2 separate regions of the Muntiacus reevesi genome follow, and region 1 is linked to region 2. The links are chromatin contacts, called in public Hi-C maps. All regions are on one chromosome and are shown on one strand. Each heading gives the region's core, a stretch centred on a gene start, on an enhancer-like site or on the middle of the called end of the contact. The rest is flanking DNA. Distances are from core to core; before and after follow the strand shown.

Evidence for each region. A called contact is a pair of places that touch in the nucleus more often than the background predicts.
Region 1: a contact with region 2 is called in a Hi-C map of blood, with 2.9 times the contacts expected there. The contact joins the promoter of ANGPTL6 here to the promoter of UBL5 in region 2. A contact is called at or near these places in 2 of 3 Hi-C or Micro-C datasets (blood and muscle).

Annotation. Positions count from the first base shown.
Region 1 is chr1:193,606,555-193,611,998 of mMunRee1.1, forward strand. ANGPTL6 (angiopoietin like 6) reads right to left here and starts at 4,113. Exons shown (of 6, transcript XM_065932579.1): 1 at 4,036-4,113. PPAN (peter pan homolog) reads left to right here and starts at 5,227. Exons shown (of 12, transcript XM_065932604.1): 1 at 5,227-5,321; 2 at 5,410-5,444. The coding sequence starts at 5,304.
Region 2 is chr1:193,367,671-193,372,916 of mMunRee1.1, forward strand. It overlaps UBL5 (ubiquitin like 5), which reads left to right and starts at 3,711. Exons shown (of 5, transcript XM_065932521.1): 1 at 3,711-3,850; 2 at 4,153-4,270; 3 at 4,428-4,511; 4 at 4,673-4,710; 5 at 5,154-5,246. The coding sequence starts at 4,215. The coding sequence ends at 5,197.

The DNA.
Region 1 (5,444 bases), core at 2,863-5,362, 240 kb after region 2:
CTGCCCCGGTGAGCAAGGAACAAAATTAAGTTAGAATTAATAGAGTATTAGACGGCCCTAGTTTGTACTAAGGATAACAGTAAAAGACAGGAGAATACCCTGGCCGTCAGTAGTTTAACTGTGTGCTTTCGCTGCTCGGGACTTGGATTCCGTCCCTGGTCGGTCCAGGAGCTGAGATCCCGCAAGAGGCAAAAAAAAAAAAAAAAAAAAAAAAAACACCAGTAAAAAGACAGAGATACGGGGATTTGAGAGGAGGGAAGACCTGGAGGAGGTGACATTTTTATACAAAAACCTGAGGGAGGAAACCATGGGGGTTTCTAGGGGAGAAGAGGTTCCTGGCAGGGGGAACTGAAATTTTAAAAGCCCTGAGGGTGGATCATGCCTGATATATTAAAGTACCTGGAGGAGGCTGAAGCAGAAACCATGGGAAAATGGGGAGAGAGGGGATGAGGGAAAAGTCCCCCTAATTCAGTCTAGTAGCAGACACCACATTTCCTATATACCCAGACCCAAATCCCAGGGTTGTCCCTGTCTCTTTCTCCATGGCAGATGGAACCCATCAGCCAGGCCTGTCAGCTCTGGTGTTTAGACGCTGAATTCCTCCACATTCACCCGCCGCCACCACCATGCTAACCCTCTCCCATGATCCAAGCTCAAGACACCATCTGGCTTTCCTTAGAGTCCCTACCTCCCAGGTCTCCAGGCTTCTGTCCTCAGGCTCTGCTCTGTTTTTCCAACAGCAGCCAGAGAATGCCTGTGAACACCCAAGTCAGGTCATGTCCCCTCACTTAGAGGTAAAGCCCGAATCCTCCTGCAGTGCAGAAAGTTCTACAAGCTCTGTCCAGTCCCGTCCCTTCCTCACCTCCTCCTGTTCACTCCACTCACTCTGCTCCAGCCACCCTGGCCTCCTGGCTGTTCCTCAAACACACAAGGCATCCTTCAGCCTCAAGGCATTTGCACTTGCTGTTTTCTCAGTCTGGAATATTCTTCCCTCAATTTATCATGCCTCCCTCTCCTTATTCAGGTCTCAGCTGTCTCCTTAGAAGCCCTCCTTGACTACCCCATTTAGAATCGCCCCTCCTGGGCACACCCTATATGGATTTTTCTTTCTTTTTTTAAAAATATTTATTTATTTGGCTGCACCGGTCTTAGTTGCGGCATGTGGGTCTAGTTTCCTGACCAGGGATTTAACCCAGGCCCCCTGCATTGAGAGCGTAGAGTCAGCCAGTACACCACCTTCGAAGTCCCCATGGTCTTTGTCATTTTAGCATTTGTCATTCTGCATTTGCCTCATTGATTTGCCACTGTTTATGCTCTGAATTCCTCCACCAAAATATCAGCTCCCAGAGGCTGAGTCTGGGTTTTGTTCACTGCTCTGTCCCCACTCCTAAAACAGCGTTTGGTGCCACACACGCCCTGCAGCACCCACGTGCTCCCCCCAAGGTGTTCCCTGACTCCCATAGGTGTCTTCGCTCAAGGATGTATATTTGTGGCCACTAACCCCCCTGCAGGATCCACACCCAGGCCCCCACTGTCTTCATTCCTGGGGTTCACACACTTGCAGCCTCTCAGATGGGGAAACACATTCCTCCCATGTGCATTTGCCCACATTCAGAAAATGGTCCACATGTCAGCCCTGTCGGCACCAACATCCACTTTGTCCAAACCCACACATAACTGGTGGTCACACACATTACCTCGTTCACACACTCAACAAACATTCCTTGAGCACCTATTGTGTGCCAGGAGATGGGGACACAGCTGTGACCAACACAGACAAAACCCCTGCCCTCACAGAGCAGATTGGAAAAAAACACAGTAGATAGGTCTTAGAGTGATAAGTCTTAGGAGAAAAAATATGGAAGGATGTGAGAGACCTGGGCTAGGGGCACTTTAAATAAAGGAGTCAGAATTCGCTTTCATTGCCAGGGGCCTGGGTTCTATTCCCTGGTCAGGGAACTAAGATCCCACAAGCATGTGGCGAGGCAAAAAAAAAAATAAATGAATAAATAAGTAGAGGAGTCAGACCTCACTGAGAAAATGACACTTGAGTACAGACCTGAAGGAAGAGAGATAAAGGGAAGAGAGAAATGTGGAACCTAACTTGATATGCCCAGGGAATAGCAGGGAGGCCTGTGAGGCTGGAACGGAATGAAAGGGGGAGAGCCGGAGGCAGCGAGGACAAGGAGGTGATGGAGGCACAGTGTGCAGGGACCAGAGGAGGATCTGGAGTTTTACTCCAACTTCCGTGGGAGCAGTGGGAGGGTTCTGAGCTGCAGAAAGGCATATTCACAACGGTATTCAAACACCAAGCACTAACTCTCCAGAGCAGAGCAGGGTCCTCTCCTAGCCCCCAACCCTGGAAGACATCAGGCCCTACATAATAGGGATGGACCAAACCCCTTGGAGGCTTTCCCAGGTAAAGAATCTGACTGCTAACGCAGGAGACGCGGGTTCTATCCCAGGTCTGCAAGATCCCCTGGGGTAGGAAATGGCAACCCACGCCAGTATTCTTGCCTGGGAAATCCCACGGACAGAGGAGCCTGGCGGGCTACAGTCCATGGGGTCGCAAAATAGTTGGACAGCACTGAACATGCACACACACAAACCCCTTGGAACTAGAGTGTGTGTAACATCTGCTGCCTTTTGGGATCTCAGCCTGTGGTAAAGGGGAGGCCTGGGGAGTCCCCCAGCCAAACCCAGGCCCAGGTTTCCCAACAGACAGATTCAGCCTCCACCTACCCTCCCACCCTCCTGCGCTCTCACCTCTCACGACCAAGACCCTGAGTTCCACAAGGCCCACAGCAGACACAAGAAGTCCGAGAAGGAGCCGAGTGTCCAGCAGGACCTCTGGAGAAGGGGAGAGGCTAGTGGGAGAGCAAGGAGGAAGGAGGCGTGGTAACCACCCCCAGCCACCCAGAGCCTGAAACTAGAGCTGTGAAATGCTAAGCCGAGGAGCTGCAACTGTAAATATTTAGCATTTCCCACGTGAGGACAGAGGGGGAATTGCCAGACCCTCCTGCTCAGGCCACCAGAGCCTGATAACACAGTTCAGTGCCCTGAACGTTCCCCCAACAGCAGAGCTCAGAGCGTGGGAGGCTGCAGGCCCAGGAGGCTGGGGCAGATCACAGCCTCAGACATAGACACACAGACACACATCACAGAGAACCACAACGGCGAATATTAGCAGCACCTGCTGCCTGGCTGGGGTGACTCTAAACGGGACATTTTGTATCTCATTTAATCTTGGCCACCTGAGCTGGTTTCTGTAAGGAGCCACATTTTACAGCAGAGAACTGAGCCTCAGAGAGGGTGAGCAACTGGCCTGTGGCTCACAGCCTAAGAAAAGATCAGCAGTGGGATTCAGCCCAGGTAACATGGCTTCAGAACTCACACACATGACCATGACAGCCACATACTCCTGTGTAACAGTGCAGCACAAAGACATACAGATACCCCAAATAGACATGCAAACCATTGCACAAAGCAGCAAAGATCGATGGAATCTGTGTGTGTGTGTGTGTGTGTCCATGGATTTGCCTGGCACACCCAATTATAAAGACACAACTGGAGGGAATTCCCTAGTGGCCCAGTGGTAGGATTCTGTTCTTTCACTGCCGGGGGCCAGGTTCCATCCCTGATCAGGGAACTAGGATCCCACAAGCCTTGTGGTGTGGCAAAAAAAGAAAAAAAGACAGCTGGAAACAGCACAGATTTGGGCAGTGACTTTTCAAAGCGTGGTCACATACACACATACATCACGACAAAGGAAAATATCCCGTGGGCTGAGTGTGTCCATATCTGTGCATCAGGTACATGCACACCCAAGTACACTCAGTCACACACCGGCAAGGGCAGAGACACAAACCAACTGGAAAGTGCAGAAACAAGCCCCTGATACCCGCCTGCCACCCACTGCAAGTTTCCATTTATCTCCCACACACTCTCACATCCTCACACAGGTCAAGTCCTGCAAGGACGAAAACAGGCAGCAGTAACCACACACTCATCTCTCAGAGGTACAAAGCGACTCACGTAGAGCCCCCACCGGACCAGGGTCTCCTTGTAAGACGGCCTCCCCGACCAGCAGACACACTTTCCCAGTTGCTACTGTCCTGAGCTCGTAACCCGAGTGGCCTCCCGGGCTGAAGGAGGAAATGGTCGTCCCAGATATGAGAGATGCTGCCAGGCTGGGCTCTGGGCCTGGGCTGGGGCCCCTCCGCCCCCCACTGGTAGTCTCCTCCGGCTCCCCCTTTTGGCCGCAGAGAAAGAAACCTCAGAAGTCAAGGAGAGGGGCTAGTGGAAGAGAGTGTCCAGGAGACAGAGGAGAGACGTAGGGAAGACGGGGAGAAAGGTGGGCGATGAAGAGAGAGATGAGAAGAGAGAAATGGGAATAGGGGCAGAGAGAGGAGAAAGACGGAAACTTATAGATGATGAAGGAGACAATTGATGGCAGGAGCAAGGCTGGGGAGAGGGAGGCAGACAGGGAGAAGACAGAGATGGGGAGGGGGACACAGAAGTGGGGAGAGGAGAAAAAATTGGAGTGGGGAGACAGGAGAGGGGAAGCAAATGGTGAGAAGACAAATGGGGGAGGGGACTAAAGTGGGGAGGGGAGACAGGGGAAGGAAACAGATGGAACAGGGAGAGAGAAGTTGGGGGAAATCTCTTCCCCCACCCGAAGGTTCTGGGGAAGAAGCCAGAGGCCTGAGGCCAAGACTGGGGCTTTGAGCGGAAACTGGGAGGGGGGGAATTATTGACCAAGCGCCCGCCTTGCCCTGAATTTCCAGAAGATGATGTGGAGTTTCCATCCCCCAGCCAGTCCACAGACAGGGCCTCTGCGAGGGACAGCTGATCCTCAGGAGCTGGGGGCCAAGTCGAGTAATTGCCAAGGCACTACCCCCTTCTCAGGCTCCCAAGTGCCTGGCGCCAGGGTGCCAAGTATTGTGTACACATCATCTCTCTTAATTCGCGAGTCAGAGAGGAAATGATGATCATTGAGGATATTTTATGAGCCTCAGAGTGGAGAACTTGGCTCTCAAAATCGCATAGCTGGTGGAATTGGCCGAGGCGGGATTCGAACCAGAGGATCATTTCGAACCATGGCCCCGCCCTGGTTTCCGTAGAAACAGGCCCTTGGTGTTTCCATAGCAACCCCTCCGAGGACGTTTTCCCGCCACCTGGTGCGCATGCACTGTTGGTGACGTCATCGAGGCGCCTCACATAGTCGCCTCGCCGGAGCCGGAAGTGAGCGGAGCGGCGCCGGAAGCAGCCGGCAGACGAGGCCTCGTGGAAAGGACGGCGGCATGGGACAGTCGGGAAGGGTGAGTCGCAGCGGCCAGGAAAGCGGGCAGCGCGGGCGGGGTTCCGCCAGCGGTAGCGGGGCTCACCTCTTGCTTCTCGTCCCCGCAGTCCCGGCACCAGAAGCGCGCGCGCGCCCAGGCCCA
Region 2 (5,246 bases), core at 2,461-4,960:
TGCAGCGAAAGTGCTGAGTCCTAACCACTGGACCACCAGGGAATTCCCTGGCAAAATATGTTTTTAATACACACACACAGAGAAAAAATTGTGTGTGAAATGCAAAACTGGGACTTCCCTGGTTGTCTAATGGTTGATGTGGTGGTCCACTGGACTCTGGTAGTCCAGGGGTTTCTGGTTTCCTCATCTTAACAGGTGACTACCACAGTGTTTTACTTTTTATGTATTTATTTATGGATAAGTGAAAGCAATATAGGTTTTTTAAGCTTTATTCAGATATAGTTGATAGATAGTTGCAGAAATTTAACACCTACATCTAAGAGTTTGCTTTTTTAAATTTTCTTTTGGCCAGCTGTACAGTGCATGTGGGATCCTAATTCCCCCACCAGGGATCCTGCTAATGTCATGTTGCTTGCTAGGGCCTCAAGCCCAGATTTTTCTGATGCCAGAGTGTGGGCCTCTATCTCAGTGCTCCCTGGCTGTGATTCTCTCTAGAAAGCCCATGGCATCATGAAGGGGCATTGCCTCTGTCAGTTACACAGGTTTCCTAGGAACCATCTCCTCCCCATCAAGCAAACAGGAGTGGAAGGATGGGCACCCCCACATAGAAGCTCTTTCCTCAAAAAAAAAAAAAAAAAAAGAAGCTCTCTCCTCTGGGTCAGAAATTTAGGTAATAAAGGGCAGAGGGGCCCTGCCCAGCTTGAGCCTTCAGTTGTGACTCAGAACTCTCCTTCCTAGGAAGCGCCTAGCTCCTCCCAGTAGCAGATGACAGCAGATCCTTTTGAGGCCCAGATGGGAGCGTGGGGCTGTCCTGACCCCCCGTGGGCAGGTACTGAGTCTCTTCATGAGACGTTCTGAATGACATTTATCAGGAAATAGAGAGAAGCCTCTAATGTGAGTCTGGAGAAGGAAATGGCAACCCATTCCAGTTATTCTTCCCTGGAAAATCCAATGGACGGAGGAGCCTGGTAGGCTGCAGTCCATGGGGTCACTAAGAGTTGGACTCGACTGAGTGACTTCACTTTCACTTTTCACTTTAATGCATTGGAGGAGGAAATGGCAACCCACTCCAGTGTTCTTGCCTGGAGAATTCCAGGGATGGGGGAGTCTGGTGGGCTGCCATCTATGGGGTCGCACAGAGTCGAACACAACTGAAGCAACTTAGCAGAAGCAGCAGCAGCTCTAATGTGAATTGTCCTGTCTCCTGAGGCCTTTCCCCCTCCTACCCAGCTCTGGAGGAGAGAGTCCTTGCAGCAGTGGCAGCCTAGTCCTGGGACTTCCCATGGCCTATTCCCTCCACTTCCTCAGGATGCCTTAGCCCAGTTGGGACTGGCAGGCCTCCAGTAGATCCCCAAGTTCCCAACAATCCCAGGCTTTATTTCCCTCCCCTTGCAGCAGCACTCTTCACCCCTTTTCAATCTCCCCCAGCCAATTAGCTCAGCAACACAATCTTGTGTTTTAGTTATCTTTTTTATAATTAAACAATTTTTTCTTTTTAATTTGTGGGGTTTCTTTTGAGGAGAGGGAGTTCTTTCTTTCTTTTTTTTTTTTTTCTGTGTTGCATGGCTTTCAGGATCTTAGTTCTGCAGCCAAGGACAGAACCCAGGCCTTAGGCAGTGAGAGAGTAGAATCCTAACCACTGGACCACCAGGGAATTGCCTAGCTACCTTTGAATCAAACATAAAAAATGAGTGAGAACTTTCTTTTTTTTTTTAATAACACTTACTTCCCTGGTGGTCCAATAGTTAAGACTTCATACTTCCACTGCATCGGGCATGGGTTCAATCCCTGGTCAGGATGCTAAGATCAAATATGCTGTGTGGTATGGCAAAAAAAAAAACAAAATTTCTTCTGGGACTTCCCTGGAGGTCTAGTGGTTAAGAATCTGCCTTGCAATGCAGGGGACCAGGGTTCAATCCCTGGTCGGGGAACAAAGATCTCACATATGGCAATTAGGACCCCATGCAGCCAAAGCAATCAATAAATATCTTTTAAAAATTTATTTTCCCCCTCATTACAAGGGTAACATATGTTCATTGTCGATAACTGGGAAAACACCAAAAGCACCAAAAAGAGGAATATGGACTCAGCGATTCTGCTGTCTAGTGGTCAACACCATCAACACCTGATGTGACCTAGTTTTTCTATGTGAATGCAAAGCTGTGCTCTTTCTAAACTTCCCCAGGCACATCAGTCCCTTCAAGCTTACCCCTTACCTTCCATCTCCCTTCTTGCCCCACCTATTCTTCTGGATAAGGAAAAGAAGAATCAGAGGGGAAGTATTGGGATCATGTGTGTGCATGTGTGCATGCTAAGTCACTTCAGTCGTGTCTGACTCTTTGCAACTCCATGGACTGTAGCCCAGCAGGTTCCTCTGTCCATGGGGTTCTCCAAGCAAGAATACTGGAGTGGGTTGCTATTTCCTTCTCCAGGGGATCTTCCCAACCCAGGCAGGTGTATTCTTTACCACTAATGCCATCTGGGAAGCCCGTTGAGACCATGCAGCTTAATATTAAGGAATGAGACTGAGGTTTTGATTCATCATCTGGATCTGTGTCTGCAATCTGAATAAACTTTCCATAAGATTCCCTGCCCTCTGAAGCTCACTCAGTGGAATTCTGCAGAGGCTGGAGAAATAACAGATTTCTGCCCTGAGGCAGAAAAAAAGGAAAAGTCCTGAGGCAGGAAGGCCCCTGAGGCTAGTGTTTGAGGTGGCACTTCTTGAGCCAGTTCCTTAAGTCAGGGCAGCCCCGACAAGTTCGCAGAGCATCCATCCTTTCGCCAGGAAGGTATCTCACGTCTTCTGCCTAATCTCACATCCTATTTTGAGAAGGTGGATTGGGTGAATCAGAGGTTGCTGGCCCCTTTTCAGAGTGAATCCTTTTAGGCTCGTCAAACTAGGAGAATCCTGTCTGCTGAGAAGAAACAGTCCAATAGTGAGTTCTACAGGCAGGTTGTACTTAGGAAGGGGTGTTCCCTGTCCCACCAGCCCTGGGGAACCAAATCAGTCCAGGGGCTGCTCTGGGGCTGAAAAGCAAGCTTGGGATTTGATACACAGTGCCCTCTGCAGGGCAGGAGCGACCTTCCTTGAAGACACAGACCTGGGAGCTGTTGCACGTGTGCTGTTTTCCAGCTTCCTCATCAGTGCTGCATTCTAAGTGCTGAACTCCATTCTGGAGTGCTGGAAAGTGCTGGTACCCAGGCCAGAATCAGAAGACTCCTTACTTACTGATTGTGGTCAGCACCTCAGATGTCCCTGGGGGCAGGCGAGATAACCAGAGGGGAGGGATGAGCAAAACGCTTCCGGGGTCCAGCCCTGAATGAAGGCGGCGGGGGAGGGGGGGGGGGGTCGGATAATACAACTGCAGGACTTGATCCAGGCTCCCCGTAGCCCTGAAGTTGCTGTTAGAGGCTTCGTTGGTCTCCGGAACAGAAGGTCAACCCTGTTCCCCAGGGATGTGCCTGGGCGTCCCCACCAGATGCTACACTAGACGGTGTCTCGGCACAACGAAGGGCCTTCAACCAAGGCTCTCCAAAAGGTTGGGCGCCGGTCCAAGACCTCTGACACTCCACTCCTCTCCCTAGCCTGGACCCTCACTTGGCCCAACGCTTCGTTCACAGGCGTCCCTCTGCTCAGGCTTGGGACTCCAAAACCGCTCCTGGGAATTGCAAGCCCATGTCGTACCCTGGGATGAGCACTCCGCTGTGTGTTGACAGTCACTGGGGGGCGGAGCTTCCGGCTGCGCACTTCCGCTTCCTGTTTTAGCGTAGATTCTTAGCGGCGACTCTGGCCTGGTCTCAGCAGCAGTGCGAGGAGGTTGTGGCGTCTGCTTCTTCCAGGCTATTTGAGGTGAGGGGGCCAGGTAGAGGAGTCCGGAGTTGGGGAAAGGGGATGGGACCCGGCCTTCGAGAATCCGCCGGCCTGCAAGAGGCTCGGCTCTGTCTTCAGGCTACCTGAAGTGGGTCGGGGCCTGGGCGGGTTACTGGAGGGGAGGAGCACGGCTGCCCGGCGTCGGCGGTAACCCTGGGGTCCGAAGTCCTGGGACACGGAACTTGGGGCCTGGGGAGACTCCGATCTGGGGGAGTGATGGGGACGGGGAGTGATGGGGACGTGAACGTTAAGTCTCAATAACCGGGTGTCTTGGGGCCTAGGGGATCCCTGAAGTCCCGATTCAGTTGCCTCCCGGTCCCCGCCTTGTGCTGCTCCAGCCAGGATGATCGAGGTTGTTTGCAACGACCGTCTGGGGAAGAAGGTGCGCGTTAAGTGCAAGTATCCACTGGCGACCAAGAGGCTGTGGCTTCCGAGGGATGCTTGGCATGAGGCAGGCAACTCAGTCTTTGTTTTAGGGTGATTGTAGTTAAACCCGGGGGTTGGGGCGGGGATGGGAGAGTCCCCTTTCCATTTTCCTTAACTCCTCTGCGTCCAGTACGGATGACACCATCGGGGACCTTAAGAAGCTGATCGCAGCCCAAACTGGCACCCGTTGGAACAAGATCGTACTGAAGAAGTGGTGAGTACATGGGTAGAGCTAGGGGTTGAATAGGAGCCGGCCAGAAGGGTTTGGTTGGGGGAGGGCCGCAGCCAGCCATTTGTTTAGGCAGAACTTTTTCAGCTGGTCTCCGGGGTGAAGAGTCTCCTTAGACATTTTTCTAAAAAGTTTTTATCCCACAGGTACACGATTTTTAAGGACCACGTGTCTCTGGGGGACTGTATCCTTTTTTGACTTCTTGAGGAAGGATCTACATACCCAGACTGGGTTCTCTATGTTCAATACTCGGGTCTGTATGAGATTATGCACTATACACATAAGCTATTTAACTCATAATGTGGCACATAGTAAGTATTTAGAGAGTGGGAACCATCTAATTATTTTGTTGGGGGAGGAGGGTGGTTGGTGAAATATTTTGACTTCACTGCTAAGACTTTGACACTTTCTGGTCAAAATATTTATTACTAAGCCCCACCTGAGTGGAGACAGGAGATCAGGGTGGAGCAAGATTCCAGGATGTCTGTTGTGCAGAAGGAACACGAACTTTGTAAAAAGTTTGGATTCTTTCCAAATCAAAATGATCCAGTCCCAAATGTGGCAGTTGTGAGAGATGGGGATGGGGATGGAGCCCACCGTAAGGATTCCTTAACACCTTCACTTCAGATGAAATTCACGATGGGATGAACCTGGAGCTTTATTACCAGTAGAGCAGAATTCCTTCTTCCTGCCCTTCCCCCGCTTCCACCCTCACTCCCC